Regions from separate parts of the Mus musculus genome. Here regions 1 and 2 are each linked to region 3. Evidence: chromatin contacts called from public promoter capture Hi-C data. All regions are on one chromosome and are shown on one strand. Each heading gives the region's core, a stretch centred on a gene start, on an enhancer-like site or on the middle of the called end of the contact. The rest is flanking DNA. Distances are from core to core; before and after follow the strand shown.

Region 1 (3,943 bases), core at 951-3,450, 310 kb before region 3:
AGTCACAGAAGGAAGGGGGATGCTTGAGTCACCTCTTCTAGGGCCACTGGAATGTGGGTTTTGTAGTCTCCTGCCACAGTACCTGGTGGGATCCTTTATTGTGATATTAGTAGACTGTCTTTTTCCACTTTGTGTGGGGATCCAAGTTGCCTTTGTTAAGCTAGATGTGAGGTTCTGAGGTAGGACAGGCCATTTAGAGTATAGCTTGCTGCCTGCGAAGTTTTACTTTCAGTTTTGAATTTCCTTTGTATTTAGTAAGAGGGTTCTATTGTTTTTTAAGCTGTGCTGGGATCAGACTTGGGCCTTACCCCAGGCAAGCTTTCTACCATTCAGCTACACCCTGCTTTGTCTAGACTTCAACAGGTGACAGTGCAAAATTAAGTGCGCTTATTGTTAGCGATAAAAAGATGCATATTTAACATGAAAACTTACCTGCCCCGGCTGGCCTTGGGTTCTGGACTCAACCGATCCTTGTGCTTTGCCTCTGGAATAGTCTCCTCCGGGGTTCAACTGCCAAGCCTGCGTTTCCACTGTTATCTTTCCTTCTTAGTACTAATTTTATTCAGAAGTATGGGTGTCTGACCCCCTTGAGCTGGAACTGCCAGTACTTGTGGATGCAACTCCCACCCCACCATGTTGGACTGGTCCCAGGAGCCAAGGTCTGCAAGAGCAGCTCTCCCTACTGAGCCATCCTGCCAGCCTCACTGTAACCATTTTTAAGTGAATGGTTCATCTTACCCTTTAAAAAATATTTCGCCGGGCGTAAAAAAAAAAAAAAAATTTCTCCTGCCAGGCAGTGGTGGCACACGCCTTTGATCCCAGCACTTGGGAGACAGAGGCAGGCAGATTTCTGAGTTCGAGGCCACCCTGGTCTACCAAGTGAGTTCCAGGACAGCCAGGGCTACACAGAGAAACCCTGTCTCTGAAAAAAACAAAATCAAACTATACACACACACACACATATATTTCTCCAAGTTTCCCATAGTATTTTTGATTTTTCCTTTTGTTGTGCCTTAAAACATTGGAAATAACACCAAGGGAAGAAGAGTGGGCTTTGAACACAGGTTCTAACTTTGAGCCTAAATTCTTGGTCTCCGAAGGAGGGGTAGGATATTTGGGTGTTTGTTCCTCTCTTTGTTAGAGGCTTGGATTGGTTTGGCTGCTGCTTGCCTTCCTCTGCCCCCCATTTCAGAGCACACTGCTCCAGGAGAGGCAAACAACCCTTTGCTCTGAGTGCCTCTGCTAGACTCCACCTTTGTTGACTCTGGGACGGCAGATAACTTCAATTCCCAGCTTTCCTGCCCCTTGGTAGAATTTCCCCAGGACAAGCTCACTGGGAGAGGCATGCATGGGAACACAGGGCACAGCAGTCCTTTCTTCAGCATGGGCCTGGCTTTTCTAGTACTGTGTCTATCCTGAATTACACCTGTGACTTTTATATCTAAAACGAGAAACCCCAGTGTGGCAGAGTGCCAGATTTAGACTTCTCCCGTCTGTCCTTGGCCCTGCTCTGTCTCTGCCTACCAGCTCTCGCAGCTCCTTACATTAAGGGATGTGGTATGCTTTGGGCCTCTTTTCACATTAAAACTACTATCGAGTATGCATGTAATGTTTGTGGGTCGTACACGCGCCATAACGTGTGTTGAGGTCAGAGGGCAACTTTGTGGAGTCCCATTTTCACCATTCTGTGGGTTCAGGGGATCAAATCCAGGTTGTCAGGCTTGCACAGGAGGACAGCCCACTGTAGCATTTAAACTAAAACTTCTGTCATAGACAAGACTGCCGTCAGCCATCTTTTAATGTGACCAAATGGCTGCTGCATTCCACCACCGAATTTTGCTTCCTGAACAATGGAGACTCCTGTTACTGTTGAATGGAAGACCTCACACTGTAGCCTCTAAATTGTGGGGAGGTAGGCAGGCTCTACTGGGCATTAGGTGAAATCTAGAATAATGGGGGAAAAAAAAACCCCAAAACAAAAAACCATAGAGTGTAGTGTTTCTCAAACTCAGGCTAGCCTGCCCCGGGAGCTGGTGTGGCCTGCTGACCTGAGCGGTGTGTGAGCTGTCTTCCGTATTCCTCTGGAGGGAGTATCAGATTTTGATTTTTGCAGCCTTTTGTTTCCTTGTAAAGAGAACTGCTCAGCTATAGGGAAGAAGTAGAACTTTCTGCCCTAAACCTACCACCCTCTGGATCAGCTGAAGCTTTTGCTGGGACTCCTTAATCTTTGGTTCTTCTAACACAGGCTTGCTCTTGCAAGTGCACCAAGAGGTGTTTTCTCTTCCTCTTTTTCCACCCTTGTGAAGAATTCAGTTGTAAATGCTGTTTGGTAGAAGAAAGTGCCAGAGCCAGCTTGTTGCCATGGGAACTATACCCTGCCCCCAGAGCCTGTTATCTTTTTCCAGTTTGGGTAACTAGGAGCTGGAAAGGGACTTAACATTTCATGTGCTTCCTGCAGATCCAGCTGCATTTTTCTCTTTAATTCCCCCCACCCCCAGGTTTATTGATTTTTCTGTGAATCAGTGTTTTTGCCTGTGTGGTGTATGTATGTGTACCATGTATGTGTTTGGTGCCCATGGAAGTCAGAAGAGGGCTTTGGAGCCTCTGAAACTGGAATTATGGATGGTTGTGGATCACTGTGTGGGTGCTGGGAATCAAACCTGGGTTCTCTGTAAGAGCAACTGGTGCTGTTAACTGCCGAGCCATCTCTCCAGCCCCTCAGGCTGCATTTTTCATGTTTTTGTTGTAACCGTCGTAAGGGGTAAGTACTGTGTGGTATTGTGAGTGTATCACAGCCCTGGTCTGATAGCCTGGCTTGCTCTGGACTGGTTGGCCCTGTTGAGTTTGTGAGGATAAATCTGTGTTGTCTTCCAGGACATCTGTTTTCCTAGAAGAGACAGAACTAGAGAATGCTTGCCTTTGTGGTGTTCTGAATGGTAGAGTTAGGAACACAAATGGTTTCTCAGGAATTTCAATTTATGTAGACTTCTCAGTTTAATTTTTTTCCCTTATCCTGGTCTCCTGCCTCCTTCCCCAATCTCTCCTGTGTTTGTATGTGGAAATTTTTGTTCCAATCCTGACTGTTAGCAGGATCTTATCCAGTTATATCCCTCCCTGTAGGGCTGATGGCCCAGATTCTCCAGCTGCTACCACCCTTGACTGTTAGAGGAAACCAGGGTAATGGAATTCAGGCACAGTCTGGGCTGGAGAGGGGAGCCAGAGTTCACCGGGATAGAAGCGTTTGAACGTCATCATGTGTAGCAAAGATCTTAAATTTGGGGTGGTGTTTATTTGTTTGAAACAGGGTCTCCTTGGGTAGCCCACGTTGGCATTGAACTTACCCTGTCTTCAGAGTGCTAGATTGTGGCCACGTATAATCCCATCTGTGAGAACCCCTTCCAGACTGACAGTAGACCAGCTATGTTGGTGACTTACTTGGACTTGAGCGTGTGCTTTGTTGCATATGAAGCCAGGGAAGTTACTATTAGGAATTGTACTGAAGTCCAGTGAAGCTTAGTAGGAGGTTGTTAGAGGCATAGAATAGAAAGGCAGGCAGCCAGCCAGAGGCGTGGCGCTAGGTGGAAGCTAGGGTTCTTGTTTGTTTTTTATAAGGGAACACACTGAAGGGGCGGGGTGGGGGAAGATGGACAGTTTGTGGGGACTAGTTCTCTTTGTCCCCCGTGTGGTTCCCAGAAGTAGGGCTCAGATCCTCAGCCTTGGCATCTGGTACCTTTAGCTGTTGAGTCATCTTTGCAGCCCAAGAGAGCCCAATCTTGCGTCCTTTCCCTTTCCTGTCTGGAGAGCTGTCTGGAAGGCATTAGTTGGTCATCTTCCTGGTGTGTTCGGGGAAGGAGATCACAAGGTTAAACTGGTATACATAGAGAAATATAAAATGATAGAAATACTAAACACCGGGTATCCTGGCATTTGCCTGTAGTCCCAA
Region 2 (3,777 bases), core at 489-2,988, 310 kb after region 3:
GAAAAGTTATAAAAAATAAAGGCTTACTCTGACTCTGACACACACACACAGACACTCTCCCCCCTCCTTTTAGTTGTCCCCTTCCATGTTGGTCATGGTGGCCATCTCTGCTATTCTTTCACTTCATGCTACTTTCTTTAATGTCCTCACAATGAATATAAAAGTTCTTTTACCTAAAGGCTGGACTATGGCCTTCATCGTCTTGATGATCTCTATTGTAATAAAGCCCATCTTGAAGGGTAGTGGGTTTTAACTTCCTTCTCCAGGAACTAACTGAACCTGTCATCTCATTGTTTTAAGATCCCTTGAGTCTTTAACCAGGGACTAGGTTTCATTTAAAGTATTACTCCCTCAAAGGCTCTTTCTCTGTCTCTCTCTTTCTCCTTACCTACTATCTATTTATTGTTTAAAATTTTTTTAATTTTAATTTTTTTGATTTTTCAAGACAGGGTTCCTTTGTGTAGTCCCAGCTGTCCTGGAACTCACGCTGTAGACCAGGCTGGCCTCGAACTCAGAAATCCTCGTGCCTCTGCCTCCCAAGTGCTGGGATTAAAGGTGTGTGCCACCACTGCCTGGCTCCTACTATCTATTTATTATTTATTTATCTGTCGGTATATCTATTCGTCTCTCTGTCTATCATCTATCTATCTATCTATCTATCTATCTATCTATCTATCTATCTATCTATCTATCAATCTATCATTTATCTATCTTCCTCCTCCTCCTCCTTCTCTTCTTCTTCTTCTTCTTCTTCTTCTTCTTCTTCTTCTTCTTCTTCTTCTTCTTCTTCTTCTTCTTCTTCTTCTTCTTCTTCCTCTTCTTCTTCATCTATCTATCTATAAATCATAGTCACTCATTCCCAGACTATCCACAGAACTGTCTCACCATCCTCCCAACTCTTAGGTCATTGAATTCCCTTGTGTTCTTAAAGTTATGTGTCACCAACACTGGGATATGGGTTCCTAGATCATCTCTGCAGCCCTCTGCCCCAAATAGGGCACCACACATTGCAGATGTTCAACTGAACCATTTCCTGACTCATGGCTAACTTTGAGTGCCTCTAATGGCAGAGCCCTACTGCCCCCGGTGCTAGAATTTGTTCTCAGACTGCTGCAGATTGCACCCTCTTCTCTCACAAGCCAAGCCTCACCTTCATAAAGGTTGCCAACTGTGCTTCCACCATTTGTCTGAATTCCTTCTTGCTCAGGGTGTCAGGGTGTCCTTCCTTCCTAGAGTATTGATGGAAGGTGTCGATGATGGTGGTTATGCTGCGCTCCATCTGAGAAGGTGCTTTGTTGGCCATCTTCTTGCTCTTCTTTGAAAATAGGGGAAACAAAAGTTACAAATAAAAGAATGGGATACCAAGCTTCCCTGACCTAGTCTCTGGCCACTGTTAGGCAAGATAAGGAGGGGAGCACAAAATAAAAAGAACAGGTAGGGTGCTACATAATGGAGAGACAGCTTCCCTCCACATATACACAAAACAGAATTTTGACTATTGATGGAATGCAAAAAACAAAAATATTTTATAGCACAACATTCTTAGAAAAAGTGAAGGAAGATATAAAATGAATAGATCAACCTAGGAGGGCTTCAAGAGGAAGGCTTGGAGGAAAGTTGGCCAAGGGAAGGAACAAAAGATCTAGTAGGGAGACTCCTCTCCACGGAAAATGAAGCTTACTTACCAAGGCTAAAGAGTCACAGATGTTGGTAAGAGCAGTGTAAGCCCAGTATTTATAGGCAGCTCCTTGTTAGATACATGGTTATCTCGGGGAAGATTGCTTCACAGGTGAGCAGTGTGGTAACTCTGACAGTCAGGGAGCTGGGGTGGGGCAGGAAATGTTCACACAGCTCTGATGTTTTGTGAAATTCCCAGCCCTGGGCTTGGAGCTTGTTTGGGGGGAAACTGGTTAGTTGGCTCACTTCCCTTCCATCCAACCTCCCCCTAACCCCTCCCCGCCCAAATCTTAAGCAAGACAGCCTACCTGCCATCTTTGATACCTTTCATTTCCTTGTCCTGACTTGTAATATACAGAGGGTGGCAGGCGAATCATTGTGGCCATCTCATTCTGGCTCTATCCCCTGAGTTTATGGTCTGAGCCTTCTCATGTGTTTTCCTGGCTCCTTTGAGGAAGGGTGAGGGGGTCCTCATGGCGTTCTTGAATGGAATTAGTGTTAAGAAGCTCCTCAGAGGTGGTAGCTCTTTCCCAATGGAGAGGAATGTTATGTTCAGAAGGGGACTTAAGATCATTTAGCTAGCATGTGACCTAGCAGGGGCTGTACTCAGACATCCCAGTTCTTTTTAAGGGTATTTACTACTACATTCTCCCCCTTGCATCTGAGAGGGGAGCTATCTTCAGTGGTTCTCAGTGTCACTCTTCCAAATCCTATTCCCAGTTGTCATTTATGTCCCCTAGGAACTTATATCCTAGAAGGTAGCTGATTAAAAAAAATGATTGTTATTAGCCTATAACAACTAAACAGAACAATGACTTTCATATAATATATTTTGATAAAAAATTTCCTTCTATTTTCTTTTCTTATCCCATCTCTCTATTCCTCTTTTCTCCTTGTACCTCTCTGATAGTCTTTTTTCACATCCTTTCCTGGGGGCAGGGGTTAATTAAGTCACCCTTTACACATGCATCAGAAAGCAATGTTTCTTTAGTAGCCTGGCAGGGGCAGCGGGCTGGGCATCAAGGGTTCCACCCTCAGCCCTTACTTTGCTTGCATTTTCTTTTTCTTTTAACCTTAATTTTCATATAGAGAGAACATGTAGTGCTTGTCTTGTGAGTCTAGTTTATTATGTTTAACATGATAATCCCTAGGTCCATTCGTTTTCTTACAAATGGTACAATTTGTTCTTCTTTATGGCTGAATACTTTCTTTCTTTCTTTCTTTTGACTTTTTTTATTAGATATTTTCTTCACTTACATTTCAAATGCTATCCCAAACGTCCCCTATACCCTCCCACCGCCCTGTTCCCCTACAAACTCACTCCCACTTCTTGGCCCTGGCTTTCCTCTGTACTGGGACATATAAAGTTTTCTTGACCAAGGGGCCTCTCTTCCTGATGATGATCAACTAGGCCATCTTCTGCTACATATGCAGCTAGAGACATGAGTTCTGGGGGCACTGATTAGTTCATATTGCTGTTCCACCTATAGGGTTGCAGACCCATTCAGCTCTTGGGTACTTTCTCTAGCTCCTACATTGGGGGTCCTGTGTTCCATCTAATAGGTGACTGTGAGCATCCACTTTTGTATTTGCCAGGCACTGTGCCTGATTTGGTGGCTGATTATGGGATGGACCCCTGTGTGGAACAGTCTCTGGATGGTCCAACCTCTCATTTTAGCTCCAAACTTTGTCTCTACAACTCCTTCCATGGATATTTTATTCCCTATTCTAGGAAGGAATGAAGTATCCATGCATTAGTCTTCCTTCTTGATTTTCTTGTGTTTTGGAAGTTGTATCTTGGGTATTCTAGGTTTCTGGGCTAATATCCACTTATCAGTGAGTGCATATCAAGTGACTACTTTTGTGATTGGGTTACCTCACTCAGGATGATATCCTCCAGATACATCCATTTGATCAAGAATTTCATAAATTCATTGTTTTTAATAGCTGAGTAGTACTCCATTGTGTAAATGTACCACATTTTCTGTGTCCATTCCTCTGTTGAGGGGCATCTGGGTTCTTTCCAGCTTCTGGCTATTATAAATAAGGCTGCTATGAACATAGTGGAGCATGTGTCCTTCTTACCAGTTGGAACATCTT
Region 3 (3,926 bases), core at 695-3,194:
TTTCCTACTGTACAGGAGGGAATGCCTCACTCTACCTAGGATTCAGGACAACTCCCTGGCAAGGCTGGCATAGATTCAGCACTTCAGCACTTGCTAGAGCAGTGGCTCAGTGGCTCTCAACCTGTGGGTTGCAACTCTCTTGACTCCCATATCATATGCCTACATAACAGTAGTAAAATTGCAGTTACAAAGCAGCAACGGAGTAATTTGTGGTTTGGGGGTCACCACACCCTGAGGAACTGTGACATAGGGTTGCAGTATTAGGAAGGCTGAGAACCACTGTGCTAGAGGGAATATGTGAGAAACTGAATAATGCCCAAGGAGAGAGACTAACCAATGCCCAAGCAGCCCACAATGCCCAGAAGGGAGCCAGACATGTGGTACAGTGGGAGTGCGAGGTAGATCACGTCCTCCTGGTGGACTCCACACAGATGGTAGAATCCCTGGCACTGTAGAACCTTCAGATGACTGATTCGAGCAGCCTTGGGCAGGCCTGAAGGGTGGCAAGAGGGGCACAGTCAGGAAAAGGGTCTGAGCTGTGTCCTGGAAAAATAGGTATTTTGGGGACTGGAAGGAGAGAAGCTGTGCCTGGGATGGTGTCCAGGGTGATCTGAAAGTGACAAGCGTCCCAGTCCTCTCCCCAGACCTTGCCACCCTCTGCCTCAGTGTCTGAGAAGTATTGTATCCAGTCCTCACCAGTAGTGCCAGAGGTGAAGATGTACAGGCAGGTGTCCATTATGTTCTGGGGGGCAGAGAGGTACCCCGGCACTGGCTCATCCACTTGGTCTGCTGCTTCCGATAGCAAATTGCTGATTCCAGCTACATTAGTTTCAGGGCCCGTCGCCCATAGGTGGAGCCCCATGGCTCTCAAGGCCGGCAGGTCCGGCTCCAGGGACTCCAGGAACTCTACAAGGGTAGGCAAACCCAGCTTCGAGGTTCTCCAGCTACTCTAAAGCCTTCCATCACCTGGTTGGTTTGCTCTGTCCTTGTGCAATGCTCTAGGGTGAGGGTGGCAATGTGGGGATCCCACGTCTTGCCTGGGACCTGTAATCCGACGGCTTAAGAATTCTTTGGGTCTAGCACATCCCTCCCCAAACCCAGGCCTCTTTCTTATTCCCACTCACTTCTGCACCTCGGGTCTAGGGAGCAGGCGCGCCCTCTCTGGCTCGCAGCCTTACCTGTGGCCAGCACGAGCGCACTCGCACCGCAGCTGCGGAGGCAGTGCAGCAGGGGTCCTCGGCGTAAAGCGGTGGGCACAAAGGCCGTGCGCAGGCCAGCTTTGGCCAGTCCGAACCAAATCCAAAGGAAATCCGGGCCCGCTGGGAGGAGCAGCGCCACGGTCGCCCCGGGTGCCAGAGGGGGCGCGGTCGTCCCTCTAGCAGCCGCATCTCCAGCCGGAGGCGCCACGCGTGCGCCTTCCTCAGTGCTGCCCCTGCCCGAGCCTCGGCGGCCCCCGGTCCAGCCCCGTGCGCGCAGAAAGGCGCGAGCAATCCGGTTGCTCTCGCGCTCAGCCTCCGCGTAGCTAAAGCGCTGCGCGCCGTGGATGAGGAAGGTGTGTGTCGGCTGCTCCCGGGCCAGGTACGCGAGACGCCAGGCCAGACTGCACCCGCTCTCAGAGCTTTCGGGGTCGGCGGCCGCTGCGGCCAGCGCGCGTGCTCGAAGGGCCCTTTTGCAGCGGAGGGCGCGAACTGTGAAGGCCAGGTCGGCCGGCAGCCAGCGCAGCTGAGGCCAGACGTCTAGCTTCAGCAGCAGAGGCAGGAGCAAGAGTAAGGGCAGCAGCAGCAGGAGGGCCGCCATGGTGCCCTTTTCCTCTAGTCCGTCCCAGCAGCTCACACACACTCCAGGTGGTCCTTCCTGAAACACTAAGCCAGCTTTGGTCCGGCTCGGACAACCTTTCTTCCCGGGAACGTGGCGCGCGTGCGCTGGCACCCGCCCTTCCCACCCAGCTTCTGCGGTGTGGCGCGGGAGCCAGGAGTGCGAGAGTCGGGGGCGGCCCGGCCCTCCCCACAACCCAGGCCCCGCCCTAGGCGCACACGCTCCGGAATTTGACCGCTGGTGGCCAGCAGCCTGTCGGGTCCAAAGAGGTGCCTACCCTCCAACCCCACAGCTGTGCATTTTCATGGCCACCTAAGCTATTGGCTGGCTTATAGTCCTGGTCCTGGAGCCATTCAATCCTTTGATTGTTCTTTGTCACCCATGATGGGATGGTACCACTGCTCTCTTCCTAAGGCGACTGAAGAATCTGGCCCCTGGCCAGGTCGGGTCTGCAAGTCTGGGCAAAACAGCTGCCTCCAGCTACCAGCAGCAATAGCAACCCCCCAGGGAATGGGTGGGGGAGCCTGAGAATTAAGTTACGGGAAAGGTGGAGGCCAATCTGCCAGACTTGTGAAGGGAAGCCCTTCATTTTAGGCAAGGATACAATAATTGGGACCAGGCAGCAAATGTTTCCCATCCTGGTTTTAATCGGTGCAGTGGAAACTGGGGATGGGAAGAGGAAGAAAAAAGAGGCCTCTTGGTGGTTTAGAGTTTCAAAAGTAGTGGCTTTAAAAGAGCATGGATTCTCAGAAGAGGAAAATGTCCAGGCTGAATCAATGGAGTGTGTGCACTAAACCTAGCCTTTACCTCTCCTCAGCAAGGCATCGAATGTCCCTGGACAGGGAAGCTGAAAGCATGATCTGGGACTATCCTCTGCTGCTATATGGGGACAGTAAGCAGTCAGACTGGAAGAGCGTCTCCTGCCCTGGCATTTGAGCTTTCATCCTCTCTCCTTCAAAACTCAACGTAGAGCACCCTTCCCTGCCTAAACCCCTGGGAACAGTGCACTTACTAAAGTGAGGGGCGAATGCTGGCTTTGGAGGATATGGAGGTCTTAGGTGTGTGGATTATGTGCACGCTTGAGTGCACTTGTGTATTCATGGGGTGGAGGCCCAAGGTACAAGTCAGGAATCCTAGATCACTCTCCACCTCATTCGTCAAGGTAGGCTCTCTCAGCTGAACCCTGAGCTCACTGATAGCTAGCCAGCCATCTGACTCCAGGGACCCAGTCTCTGCCTTCTGAGCTCTGGGATCATAGGCAAGCCACCATAGAACTCTGGTCCTCATTCGTGTGTGGCAAGTTTTTTATCTACTAAGTAACCCCTCCCCTCCCCTTCCCACCCCACCCCACCTCCTAAAGATGAAGTTCCCGAGAAGCAATGGGCAAGGCCAGCCAGCCTGCAGGGAGATGGTGCCAGCATCAGCTTCTAAGTGGAAAGGTTAGATGTCTGACTCACTCTAGTGGGAAGGATCTCAGATCAAAGCCAAGTCCCTCCTGGAGACATTGTGTAGTGGGGAGAGGGGTACAAGTTAAACAGAGGCGCCTATATACACAGGACGAACAGAGATGTCAACTCAGGCACAAAAGATGTTCTGGCTTGTTTCATTATCACTTAAAAACAATTTAAAACTCGATTATCTTTGCCAAAAGAAAAAGCAAAAACAGAACCACAGAAAATCAGGCCATCTGACAGTTCTGAGGAACTTGCCTCCAGGACTCCCCTGGGCTCTGGCTCAGCTTGAAGTGCCAATGCCGGGCCAACCCAAGCATCCCAGGTGCAGCAAGAGCCTCTCACGCTGCCATTGGGTTCTTTTCTGAAGGCTGTGGCATCTGCCCAGATGGGCACCGCCCACACCAGGTCAGATGCCCACTTCACACTGGTGTAATGACCACCGTCCACAGACTACAAATGCAGACTGACAGGAAGCAGGGGGAAATGCCCACTCACACAGCATCTGCTGTCACCCCAGCTCCTCTGCCCAGCAGCCTCTTCATCACTCCTTTCTCTGTCCAAATGGCTCTTCGGAGACTTGGGGAGGAGCCGGCGGCAAAGGACTTCCACCATGATCTGCTTCTGCACAGCTTCTGGTTGCTGTGAGAACCTACCAGT

Evidence for each region. Promoter capture Hi-C pulls out the DNA fragments that hold promoters and counts their contacts.
Region 1: a promoter capture Hi-C map of pre-B cells shows a contact between it and region 3. The contact joins the enhancer-like site here to the promoter of Slc27a3 in region 3. A contact is called at or near these places in 8 of 39 promoter capture datasets (cranial neural crest, frontonasal cranial neural crest, hippocampal neurons and 4 more), 2 of 484 Hi-C or Micro-C datasets (embryonic stem cells and pancreatic beta cells) and 2 of 9 other capture datasets (adipose tissue and pancreatic islet).
Region 2: a contact with region 3 is called in a promoter capture Hi-C map of the C10 cell line. The contact joins the promoter of S100a9 here to the promoter of Slc27a3 in region 3. A contact is called at or near these places in 3 of 39 promoter capture datasets (the 3T3-L1 cell line, the C10 cell line and the SN4741 cell line), 2 of 484 Hi-C or Micro-C datasets (cerebellum and embryonic stem cells) and 1 of 9 other capture datasets (adipose tissue).

What each region holds. Positions count from the first base shown.
Region 1 is chr3:90,081,826-90,085,768 of GRCm38.p6, forward strand. The region is part of intron 2 of Tpm3 (tropomyosin 3, gamma); the gene reads left to right. Among named protein-coding and RNA genes, the nearest start is that of Tpm3, 11 kb to the left of the region's middle. Within about 2 kb of position 2,201, at least 126 of the 459 cell types and tissues checked have an H3K27ac peak or open chromatin away from gene starts, as enhancers often do. A contact at or near this core is called in adipose tissue, hippocampal neurons, liver and 1 more, where this site is marked.
Region 2 is chr3:90,693,983-90,697,759 of GRCm38.p6, forward strand. It overlaps S100a9 (S100 calcium binding protein A9 (calgranulin B)), which reads right to left and starts at 1,739. Exons shown (of 3, transcript NM_001281852.1): 1 at 1,686-1,739; 2 at 1,151-1,315. The coding sequence starts at 1,303.
Region 3 is chr3:90,387,994-90,391,919 of GRCm38.p6, forward strand. It overlaps Slc27a3 (solute carrier family 27 (fatty acid transporter), member 3), which reads right to left and starts at 1,945. Exons shown (of 10, transcript NM_011988.3): 1 at 1,179-1,945; 2 at 697-906; 3 at 335-493. The coding sequence starts at 1,797. Ints3 (integrator complex subunit 3) reads right to left here. Exons shown (of 30, transcript NM_145540.3): 30 at 3,387-3,926.